Linked DNA regions of Mus musculus: region 2 is linked to region 1. The links are chromatin contacts, called in public HiChIP or PLAC-seq maps. All regions are on one chromosome and are shown on one strand. The core of a region is the stretch at or near the end of the contact, and the rest is flanking DNA. Distances in the headings are between cores, read along the strand shown.

Region 1 (5,452 bases), core at 1,751-4,250:
TATTTATTTCTGTGTTATGTTCACACGTGTGTGTGTGCCTGTGGAAGCCAAAGAGGTCACCAAATTCCCTAGAGTTGGAGTTTCAGGGAATTGTTACCACCTGATGTGGATGCTGGGAACTGAATCTGGTTCTCTGTAAGAGCAACAAGAACTCTAACCACTGAGCCATCTCTCTAGCCTCTTTCTTCCTTTCTTTTTTTAATTTTAAATTTTATGCACTTATTTACTTTGCATTGGGCATGCTCCCTGCTGTCTACTACCCTCCTTTTTTGTGTCCCTTTTTCTTCCTTCTTTAGTCCCATTCCCCCTAGACAGCACCACTTCAGTAGCTATATAAAATAAAACAAAGTACAAATGAGAGAAAAATGTTGTCTGAGACAGTGATTATTCACTAATATGATTACCTCTGGTTCCATTTTCCTGCAAAGAACAGAACTCCCTTTTTCTAACTATTTATTTTATATATGTGAGTACATTGTCACTGTCTTCAGACACACCAGAAGAATGCATTGGATCCCATTACAGATGGTTGTGAGCCACCATGTGGTTGCTGGGAATTTAACTCAAGACCTCTGGAAGAGCAGTCAGTGCTCTTAACCACTGAGCCATCTCTCCAGCCCCAGAATAGAACTCTTTATCTCACCTCTGCTTTTAATCTTGCAGTTCCTTGGGTCTGATGTTGTCATTCATAGTCATTAAAAATTTTAAACATATTTATTTATATAATTTATTTAGTGTGTGTGTGTGTCCGTCCCTGTACCTGTGCCGTGGTGAGCATTTGGTGGTGGTCAGATAAGTGTATGTGTGTGTGCGTGTGTGTGTGTGTCCGTCCCTGTACCTGTGCCGTGGCGAGCATTTGGTGGTGGTCAGAGGATAATTATTGAGAGTCTATTCTTTCCTTCCACTGTGTGGGTACTGGGAATTGAACTCAGATCATTAGACATGGTGGCAAAGGTGACCATGAATTTAGCTGAGGTAGGCCTTGAACTCACAATCTTCCTGCCCCTGTTTCTGAGTACTGAGGGTACAGACATGTGCAACTATATCTGACATACTTTAGAACCGTATCCAAATTTCTGGAAAAAGTGATGACATGTCCTCTGGTCACCAAAGTGAATTCCCAACCTTTCACACATAGAAAAGACTTTGGTAACTATCTAGGTGGGCTGTGATATAGCTCAGTGGGAGAGCACTTGCCCCGCACACACAAGGTCCTAGGTTCGAATTACAGCAATGCAAAATCAATAACAATAACTAACAACAACAAAAAAAATCAACCAAAAGTGAAACAAAACAGCAAATAAGTTAGTATACAATGACCAAAGTTGGAAGTGATGACATGGTGACAGTGCAGTTTACTGTGATGCGCCATCCTCGGATTCCTCAGATAAACGCAATACAAAGACCCTAAATTACTTAGAATATTCTGTGGTATAACATGCATTGGGGGTTCGTTTGTGCTTTGTGTGTGTGTGTGGCTGCTGTTAATTAGTGAGGTAAGTGACAGTCATAGTGTCATAGCCTTCACTGAGTTTGGTACCAGTTCTGTGCTCAGGTGGCTTTTCCTCTGTAGTCTGTAACATTTTAAGCAGTCCTTCCTATTGCATTCTTTTCAGAGGTTTGATAGAATTGCTCTGTGAACCATCCAGTGAGTGGTTTAATTGTGTTCCTCGGGACCCTTGCTGGGGGCTATGGTGAGGAGACGCAGACTACAAATGACAGATAGTATTTGATTCACATCAGTGCACACAGCTGTAGCTGGTGTAATTGTGTGGTTGGAAAACGACGTCAGCCACAAAAGCAAAGCATTTAGTTGGGGTAAAATTTCAATACTCTGAAATCGTCAAGATCAAATTATTGGGTTTGTTGTTGCAAGAGTGAAGGGAGGAAAAATCACGGTGGCCTTTTCTTTGATTCATTTCACGTTCCAGCCCTGTTCAGAAGCCATAGTTTTGCATCATCAAATCATTTCCAGGACATCTATTCTGCCCTAGCAATGAGTCTGAGTTGCTTCGGGCCACAGTGATAGCCCTACCTCCCATCCCAAAGTGCCTCTGTAGGACCTGACATTTGTTTATCTGAAAGCAATGCCTGTCTGCTGGCGGCGTTGCCTATGCTGTTGGCCCTCACAGGGAACAGGCATCTTTCTTTACTGCTCCTGTAAGCAGCTATTATGCATAAAGATGAAAGCAAAAGCAAGCACCAGGCCTACCCTCGGATTCTGCAGCATCAAACCAGCAAGCAGGGGGATTGTTATGATTTCAACGCCATCCTGGAATAGAGTGTGAGGCCCTGTCTCAACTGAACCAAACCAAAGAAACTCCAACAAACACCACCAATTCCAAAAGCCCGCCTTTAGAATACAAACTGCCCGTCAGTGGGCTGTTTTCTCATTTCCTCCTTGTGAGACAACTAGACTCAGACAAACCCCGATGTCCAATCAGCGTGACCTTGGCAAGGTGGTCCTGTTTCATAGGAAGGATCGGATGTAGAGCGTAAGCTGGGGCTTCAAGTAATAGAACCCGAGGAAAGGTTGGGAGTCAAGTTCTGTGGTTGAATTTCAGGGGTGGGGGTGTTAGTCCAGCCAGCCAGCAACCTTCCTGTGTGGCGGGCGTGAAATTAACTGCCAACCCAGAGGAAGCTGGAAATTCAAGTTGCCCAGATTCATGTCTGCCTTCTACTGATTACAGTCTCTTTGAGGACAGGAACTGTGCCTTTTATGTCTGCTTCCCCAGTGCAGAGAGCTTGCTCAGTGCAGAGAGAGAGAGAGACAGAGACAGAGAGAGACAGAGAGAGAGAGACAGAGAGAGAGACAGAGAGAGAGAGACAGAGAGAGAGAGACAGAGAGAGAGACAGAGAGAGAGAGAAGAGCCTAAACTTGAATTTACATGAGTTACATGACTGCACTCATTTGTGCATTGAGTATTTCTGGGGTGTTTGTATCAAACGCTGTGCTGATTCCTGGAGACAGAGAACAGAAGATGCTCCTAGTAGCTGTGCCCGTGGGGTTTTTGATCCATGACAGGACACGGTAATGAAGTCTAAGGGAGATTGGAGGAGGAACAGTGGACAAGAGCTCATGTCAGACTGGGGAGAGGCACCCCGCCTGCTGTCAATGGGGTCTGCAGAACATAGAGCAACTGGAAGGAAGGCTTTCGGATCTGGAAGTCTTAGAAGTAGCTTAGATACCCTTGGTGGTGAAGCGAGCAGCGAGGAGCTGCTTTTAAGTAAAAAGATGAAAATAGTCGGAGCATGTGCCTCCGCGGCCTCTGATAGTCCGAGAGACCAAATGTGTGCAGAGATCGGCTTCCTTGCTGACAGCAGAGACAGAAGAAACACAGCGGGAGAGGAGAGCCATGCTGCTGGGCTCTCACAGATGGTCTAATGTGTCGTCCTGTAGCGGAGAGCGTCTAAAAACCGGCGGTGACGCGCCCTCTGCTGGACTAAGGCCGTTCTGCAACCAGCGGACTCTGTAAAGCTAGGTTGGACAGCGACAGGAAGGAAGCTCAAATCCAAACAGCATCGTCATATTATCCCTGCTGGTTCCTCCCAAAGACCAACTCAAACTCCCCAAAGGCTTACGTCTACATAGACAGATCCAGTATCTCGCTCCCCTAACCACCCGCAACTTCCCTACCGCCCAAGAACACAAACTTATAAGGAATGAATGATGGGTTAAAACTCCTCACTGTACTGGCCAAAATCATGATCTCCTTTAGTTTCTCAGTACCAGTATTGGACGCGCTCTTTGGAAAATACTGAACTAACTGGTTTGAGGAGCAGTCAGTAGTATTTATGAATATTCGTAAGGCTCTGGGTTCCATCCCCAACACCAAAGAGAGAGAGAGAGAGAGAGAGAGAGAGAGAGAGAGAGAGAGAGAGAATCTGCGTGACTTTATATAGACTTTGTAAGTGCTGGGGATGGAACTTGGGGACTCACAAGGCAAATGTTCTAATGCTAAGCCATAGCCAAGCATGATTATCTTTTCCTTGATTTATTATTTTGGGCGTTGGGGGTGGAACCCAGGGCCTTCAGCATGCTGAGAGTTGCTGTACTGCTGAGCTAGACCTCGGCCCTTTCACCCCCATTTTCTGCAGTAATGAGAAATGGATAATGATGCAGACAGCTGCAACGGCAAGGTCCATATCTTACTTATTGGCATCTCTGTTCCCAGGATTTTCTTAAAAGGTTTTAACGCCCGCCCCCCCCCCCCACTAATCTCTTCTAAACAGTGGTAATTATAAATCCCCAACAAAAACCCAGAGGCTTGTGTGCCTCTCTCAGGCTTTTCATTTTAATAGATCCACTAATTAAAAGGTATAATTTAACAAATAATGACCTAATCATCTCACTCTGAAATCAGACGGAAACCCACTACTAAAATGTTGGACTGGGTAGCGATAATGGATCCGGGCTCAATTCAGCCCCCTGCTGGGTCCAGCCTGGCCCTCTTCCAGCTGCCTTTGATTAGCTGCAATGGTTTTCCAAGCCATTTAGAGCACACCCACTAGAGAGAGGAGAAGTGAGCAATTTAAGGGGCTAAGTGGTTTTTTGGACCCACTCCCACTGCTGACAGCACAAGACAGAATGCTTACCCCTTCCTCACCCTTAGTCACCGTCACTTGGTCAATCCCGTTTTCTCCCCTTCCTTCTCTGCCCCCTGCGGGGAGAACGCTGCTTGAGCAGTGGGAAGCAGGAAGGGGTTGTGGCAAGGAAGAATAGCCACGAAACCAGGTGATGCCCCTCGTATCCAACATCGGAAGTGGTTAATGAAACAACAATAAGTCAGGAAGGCAAGATTGCTTCCCACCTACCCCACCCCCTCCGTTCGCTGGGAATAGGGCATCTGTGCCAGGTTAAAAATAGCCTTGTGTTCTGAAACCTCCCCCGCTGCCCGAGCTCACGCCAGTCTCCTGTGCCACCCAGGGCTCAGAAGGAACTCATTCTGCATGGCAGGAGAGCCTCAAAGGCTGGCCCCTTTCTGGAGTCCTAAGGAGACTGGGGACTTTGAAGACAGCAGGGAGTGGCAAAGGCTCCCTCGTGCGGCTGAGGCAGGAACTGCTAGATGAGACCCAGGAGGATACAAGGCCTTGTAGGGCTTGTAGGGTTTTGGGAGCAGTGTGCCTGCTCGAGGAAGCAGTTTCCAAGTCTTGCTCCGTTGTTCTGGTTTCCTTTCTGATCTTGTGATAAAACTCTCTGACCAAAAGCAACCTAAGGGCTTATTTCATCTTACATATATATGCAAGTCACAAGTCCTTCGTTGAGGGAAGTCAAGGCAGGAACCTGAAGTGGGGACTGTTTGCTAGTCCATGAAATACTACCTCTGACAAGGATATGAACTCATGGCCCAAGAAAGTACAGCAGGAGCCATGACAGATGCTACTTCCTAATTGGCCGACATGTGGTCTCATGCCTAGTTAGCTTTTATATATATATATATATATATATATA
Region 2 (5,452 bases), core at 1,793-4,292, 89 kb after region 1:
GCTTTGCTAGAAGACTCAAGTTCTGTTTCACACAACCCACACTGGGCAGCTTACCTGTAACTCCAGCTAAATCCTCCTCTGGCCTTTCTCTGCATGTGTGCTCTTACACACACACACACATGAAAAAATAAAATAACATCAAGTTGTGGCATCAGGAAACCTAAACTATGGTGGATACACTCTTGCTCACTTCATCTTGCAGACCGTCCCTCCCTTGTTTCTAATAGTCCAGCTCAGGAGTGAGAGAGTCAGGAGCATTTACACCTACAGTACAACAGCCATCCCTTGGCTAGTGGCTAAGTTAGAAATGGGTGTGGTTTAGGCTGGGGGACTTGGTGACAGCTATTGGAAAGCTTATGCTTTTCCTATGGCCTTCAAGCTGTGTAGCAGCCATCTCTGTCATCGTAAGGAAAGATCCAGTGGAGGGCCAGGTAAAAGGTGACAAAGGTGGTGAAGAGAGGGAGGTGACATGGGAAACCTCCTGCTGACGATTAAACTGATAACCACACCAGGCCCTCAGGTTTGTATGGCAGGCACTGGCCACTGAGCCATCTTTTAGGCCCTGAGCACACACACTCTTGGAATGATGAGTGCTTTATCTGTAGCAGGCACTATGCTAGGGTTGGGGATACTGCTCCTTTAAGAGGACTTGGGGCTTAGGGAACAGACACATTCAGGGAGGAAAGTCACAAAACACAATGGGAACAAAACTGAATGGACAACTCAGTTTCAACCAGTATGCAAACTAACCTAACTATCCATTGCCACTTCTGTTTTTACTTTTGAGAAAGGGTCTCACTGTATAGCCCTGGCTGGCCTGGAACTCAGAGATCTGCCTGCCTCTGCCTTCCAAGAGCTAAAGGAATTGTGCTACCACGCCTGGCTTCTATTTTTTTTTTCAATAGTTACATAAAATACACTTGCACATTCACCAAGTTGCCTCTGTTACTGCTGGTGATTAAGCTTATAGTTTATAATAAATAAGTACCCCAGCTTCTTATGAGGCCAAGGCAGGAGGATCACCTGAGTAGCTTAGTCTAGGTGCTCTTAGCAGCCTGGGTGCAGTCTGTTTCTTCTTGAGATTGAAACATCCCATTTTGCAGGGAGATAAACAACTCAAAGCAGCCTCAGGAAGTCCTTGAAACTGACCAGATTCACTAGGCCCCTCCCTCCCTCCCTGCCAGAGTAAACAGAGCTAACCTGAAAAGAAGTCTCTTAAAACCAGCCCAGGAAGCACACCAGAAAGAAGTTAAAATTAAAACAAAACCAAAACAGACTAGCAACCTGCAAGAGGTTTAGACCATTGTCACTTGGAAAGGACACTCCTCAAGCTGCCTGCCGGTTGTGCACTGTGTCCAGGTCCCCTAGCTTTTGTGAGCTGTCACCCATGCTGGAGTGGGCCTTGGTGATGCAGCCATCTGGGTCATTTCTGCTCCTTTAAGTCACCCCACATCCCTGTCCTGGAAGTGACCACAGTAAAGCTCAGTGGCTCACCAAGCTGGACACTGATCGTGTCTGTACTTTGGTCTGTCGAAGGGACGTGTACTGCACCACCCCAGAAATGACTCTGTATTTGATGACCTTTATGTGAGTCCTGGAGATTCAAATTCAGGTGGGTGACAGGGAGAGAAGTGGGGCTAGCAGAACAATATGATGATTTCATGGAACACACACTGGGGGCTGAGGAGACGACTTAGTGGACACAAGTGCTTGCTATAGAAGCATGAGGGACTGAGCCCCCAGGCTCACATAAAATGTCAACGCACAGTGCAAGCACCTGCAGTCCTCATTTTCCTACGGGGAGAAGCTTACGGGCCAGCCTGGGGTAAGCAAAGGAACAGCAGACACCCCGTCTCACAGTAGTGGAAGACAAGGACTAGTGTCTGAGGTTGGCCTCTGACTTCCACATGCGTGCCACAGAAACATGCAATGCACACAAAGAAAGAAAGATCATGGGAATTTGAAATGTGAATCTCCACTTTGCCAAATTGTCCTGGCCCTGTGGATATGGGCCAGGCCCCTTTCTTGAGCCTACTTCTTTATCTGCAAAAAAAATCAAAAAGTCCCCACTCTGTCCCCTCTATGGGGTGAGAGAACGCAGTGTGGGTAAGGCAGTGTGCTGTGTAAACTGCCCAGCATGTGTGAGCACACGTGGTTTGGGATGTGTGCTTTTTACACTTGACTAGTAACAACATTGACAAAGGACTGGAAAGTGCCAAGCAATGCCAGGGATATCCTCTTTCTTAGGCAATTAGATCTCAGGGTAAGAGTGCCCTTAAACTACTACGGACCAGACGATGTTCACCGTTTGAAAATCCCAAGTTCCTCCTCACAGTCATCTGGGAAGACCCCACCCCTGAGCGTCTCTGGTGCAGTCTTATCTACTTTAAGTTGAGAAGCTAAAACTTTAAAGCAGAGGTCACAACTGACAAGTGGAGCCTCTCCTCCGCCCTGGGACTTGTGTAGTCACAATCTACCAACAGGTACAGCACACCTGCAGTGTCCCCGCCCCTTCCAGTTGCCTACAACTGACATCCTCCAAAGTGGCAATTAAACCACAGTGTGAGGCGGGGTGGTCACGAACACATGCAGGGAATACTAATGTGGAGTCAGAGCTTTTAAGGACAAAAATAATTTGTGAATACTTTTGTAAATATAAATATCTATAATGAAATCTCTGGTGAGCTGTTCTCTAGAAATAGTGTTAAACATAAGTTTATCACAAAGTAAAGCAGTCCTCACACGATTCAATTGCTAAGGGCTCTACCAGTGTGCATAATTTGCACCTCTACCCCAATAAAACGGAGAACAAAAAGAACAAGCCCTTCACCCCACCAACATTTCACAAAGGATACTGGCCAGAGTGTTCATCTTGCTGTGAATTGACTTGAGCATTCCTCTCTGGGAAGTCATATTCTCTTTTGTTGCCATAGCAATGCTTCAAGGGGAGAAAAGAGACAATTTGAGTTGGCACGGGGGCACTACATTGTTCAGATCTTCACCCCTCTAAAGACAAACAGAAAGCTACAGTGATAATGGGTACCAATCCCTGCCCAGCTTCCTGCCCACTGTTACACAGGAAGTCTTGTTATGAGTCATCTTGTGTTTTCTTCAAAGTAACAAATGAAATGAGACATTAAGAGACAAATCATACGTTACAAAGCTTCTTCAGTGGCTTAAAGAAACCAACCACTAAAATAATTTTAATCAGGAAAAACTGTTAAGAGGAACGAAACACCATTAAAAAAAAAATCATGAGCATAAGAAAGGGGCCCAAGTGACACCCACATTCAACCAGCTTCCAACATATAAACAAAGGGGGACTGAAAATTCGAGAAGAACTCAGTAGGCAGATCTCAGGATTCACTAAACACACTGTGAGAGGGGAAGAGCGGCTCTTTTACGGAACAGCCACGCTGACCACCTGTTATGAGTTGACCCTCTTCTGCTGTCACTTCCAGTCAGGTATTTTCATGATTCGCCCCGATAGGAGGATCCTAGAGAGTAGGGTCAGTGTCCACTTTGGTAAGTAACACAGAAGAGGGTGCTTTAGAGAGTAACATAGAAAATGCAAAGGGGCAGTTTTGGTTAGATAGGATCAAGAATCATTGTACTCCTTTGAAATAGTCTAAGAATAAAGATAACTCTAAAACTTATTTTAAAAAGAGTCCTGGAAATTGGGGGAAATGCTCGCTAGATACAATTTCCTGGTGTACCTTAGGCACATTTTCTTCCGTGGAGTGTCCAGAACAAAAGCACTCCCTCTGGGGAAGGACTGTTTGAATCCCTGGTTCCCTGGAAGCTGGCCAGAGGGGCTCCGTAAACCTTCTCAAGCAAGAGACCTACACGGAAGCCCTGGAGCCTGGCAGTGGGAGGCTGCAGACCTGGTGGTCTCGGGGCTGAGGAAAGAACCCCTGCTCCCTTGGCTCCTGTGCTTGCAGAGGGACTGAGGCCATGGGGCTTCCAGGCTCCTGGAGGAGACAATCACCCAGGCCATCCACTGGTGGCAAGCTGCTGGGCATTCATGGGCAAAGCCTCACAGAACAGGCTGCTAGGTGTTTACTGAAGAGAGATGCTAGAGGAATGACAATTAGTCAAGATAATTTCACTACTGAGAAGAATACAATGAATGTGTAAGGAGACACATAGAAGGATATTTACTGAAGTAAAAAACCAAAACGAAAACCAAAACCAAAACCAAAACCCAGCAACAAAAATATCAGAAAACACCCAAAGAAGCCAATGACCTCAAAGAACAAAAGCAGAAAGGCTTAAGTTTGGCAAAGGCTGTTTGGAAAATCAAGGAGTGGCTGTCTAATGAGTGGCCAGGAAATGGTCACTGAAGATAAAGAAATGAAGAGTTACTGACAGGCACACTGGTGACATAAAGGAAGCAGAAGAACGAGACTATCTTTCATAATGCTGCCAAGACGACCTGGGAAGCTATCTGTGGGGCTCTGGCCAAGGAAGGTGAAGCAAGTTCGTGTCACTAAAGTGCACATATACTGGTGGTACTGTAAGTGGTCAGTTCCTTAAAGAGGGGCAGTGAGGAAGGCCAGGCAGAGTGTCATGAAGATCCTAGAATCCAGGCCACTGTTTCCCAAATGCTTGGAATACAGGCGTGTGCCAGAGGATGAGGAAGAAATGAAAGCAGCAGAAGAAATGGAAATTGACCAAATTCTGCTTGAAATTACAACAAGGGCCTGTATAGTCTTACAGAAAGCAAGAGAACTCCAGCCTGTAGTAAGGGTCTCTGACCTACAGGCCTCTGGTTTTCTGAAGGGGAATCATCATTATCTCATGTGCACTTGACTCACAGTGGATATGCATTAAAAAATAATTTCCACAAAGCACTTTGTATTCCTTGGAGACTGAGTATTACATTAAGTTATTACCTTGTTGAATATGCATGATTTCCAGTACCACACAAAGTCTATCTAGACAGACTTTCCTATCTACCCCATCATCTGGAGTGGAGCTGAGTGAGAGATAGGCTGTTATTTCAAGTTTCAAATACTTAAGAGATACAATGAAGCTTCATATATATAATGCTTCAAAAATGATAAATCATTGATATGCTTACTGGAACTTCAGATTTCTTACTACTATTATGAACTAAACATAACTTCCTATTTTTAAAAATTAATTTACCTTGTATATATGAGTTCATGTGTGAATGTGTGCATGCATGTGCCTGTGTGTGCCACAATACATAAGAGGATGGCCGTTGAGAGTTAGTTCTCTCCTTCCACCAAGTAGGTCCCGAGGATCTGGTGGTCAGATTTGGTGGCAGGCAGGTCTGTTAAGCCATCACTGTCTCAGAGCAGTGACTCAGTATAAATGTTCTGCTCCCAGAGATATAAGGGACTAATTAGGGGATCCAAGTCTTCAATATTAGTTACTAGTCATGTGATCATAGGCAAATTCCATAATTTCTTTTTTGTTTTGGAGA

What was found. HiChIP or PLAC-seq counts read pairs in DNA pulled down with a chosen protein or histone mark.
Region 2: a contact with region 1 is called in a BATF HiChIP or PLAC-seq map of CD8 T cells, with 5 read pairs. The contact joins two enhancer-like sites. A contact is called at or near these places in 11 of 484 Hi-C or Micro-C datasets (brain, cerebellar granule neurons, cerebellum and 5 more) and 4 of 115 datasets of contacts at active chromatin or transcription factors (CD8 T cells, bone marrow-derived macrophages, embryonic basal ganglia and 1 more).

The regions. Positions count from the first base shown.
Region 1 is chr11:76,642,736-76,648,187 of GRCm38.p6, forward strand. The region is part of intron 1 of Gm46288 (a long non-coding RNA gene); the gene reads left to right. Among named protein-coding and RNA genes, the nearest start is that of Gm46288, 19 kb to the left of the region's middle. Within about 2 kb of position 3,001, at least 38 of the 459 cell types and tissues checked have an H3K27ac peak or open chromatin away from gene starts, as enhancers often do. A contact at or near this core is called in CD8 T cells and bone marrow-derived macrophages, where this site is marked.
Region 2 is chr11:76,731,714-76,737,165 of GRCm38.p6, forward strand. It overlaps Gosr1 (golgi SNAP receptor complex member 1), which reads right to left. Exons shown (of 9, transcript NM_016810.4): 8 at 2,856-2,938. Among named protein-coding and RNA genes, the nearest start is that of Gosr1, 29 kb to the right of the region's middle. Within about 2 kb of position 3,043, at least 72 of the 459 cell types and tissues checked have an H3K27ac peak or open chromatin away from gene starts, as enhancers often do. A contact at or near this core is called in CD8 T cells and bone marrow-derived macrophages, where this site is marked.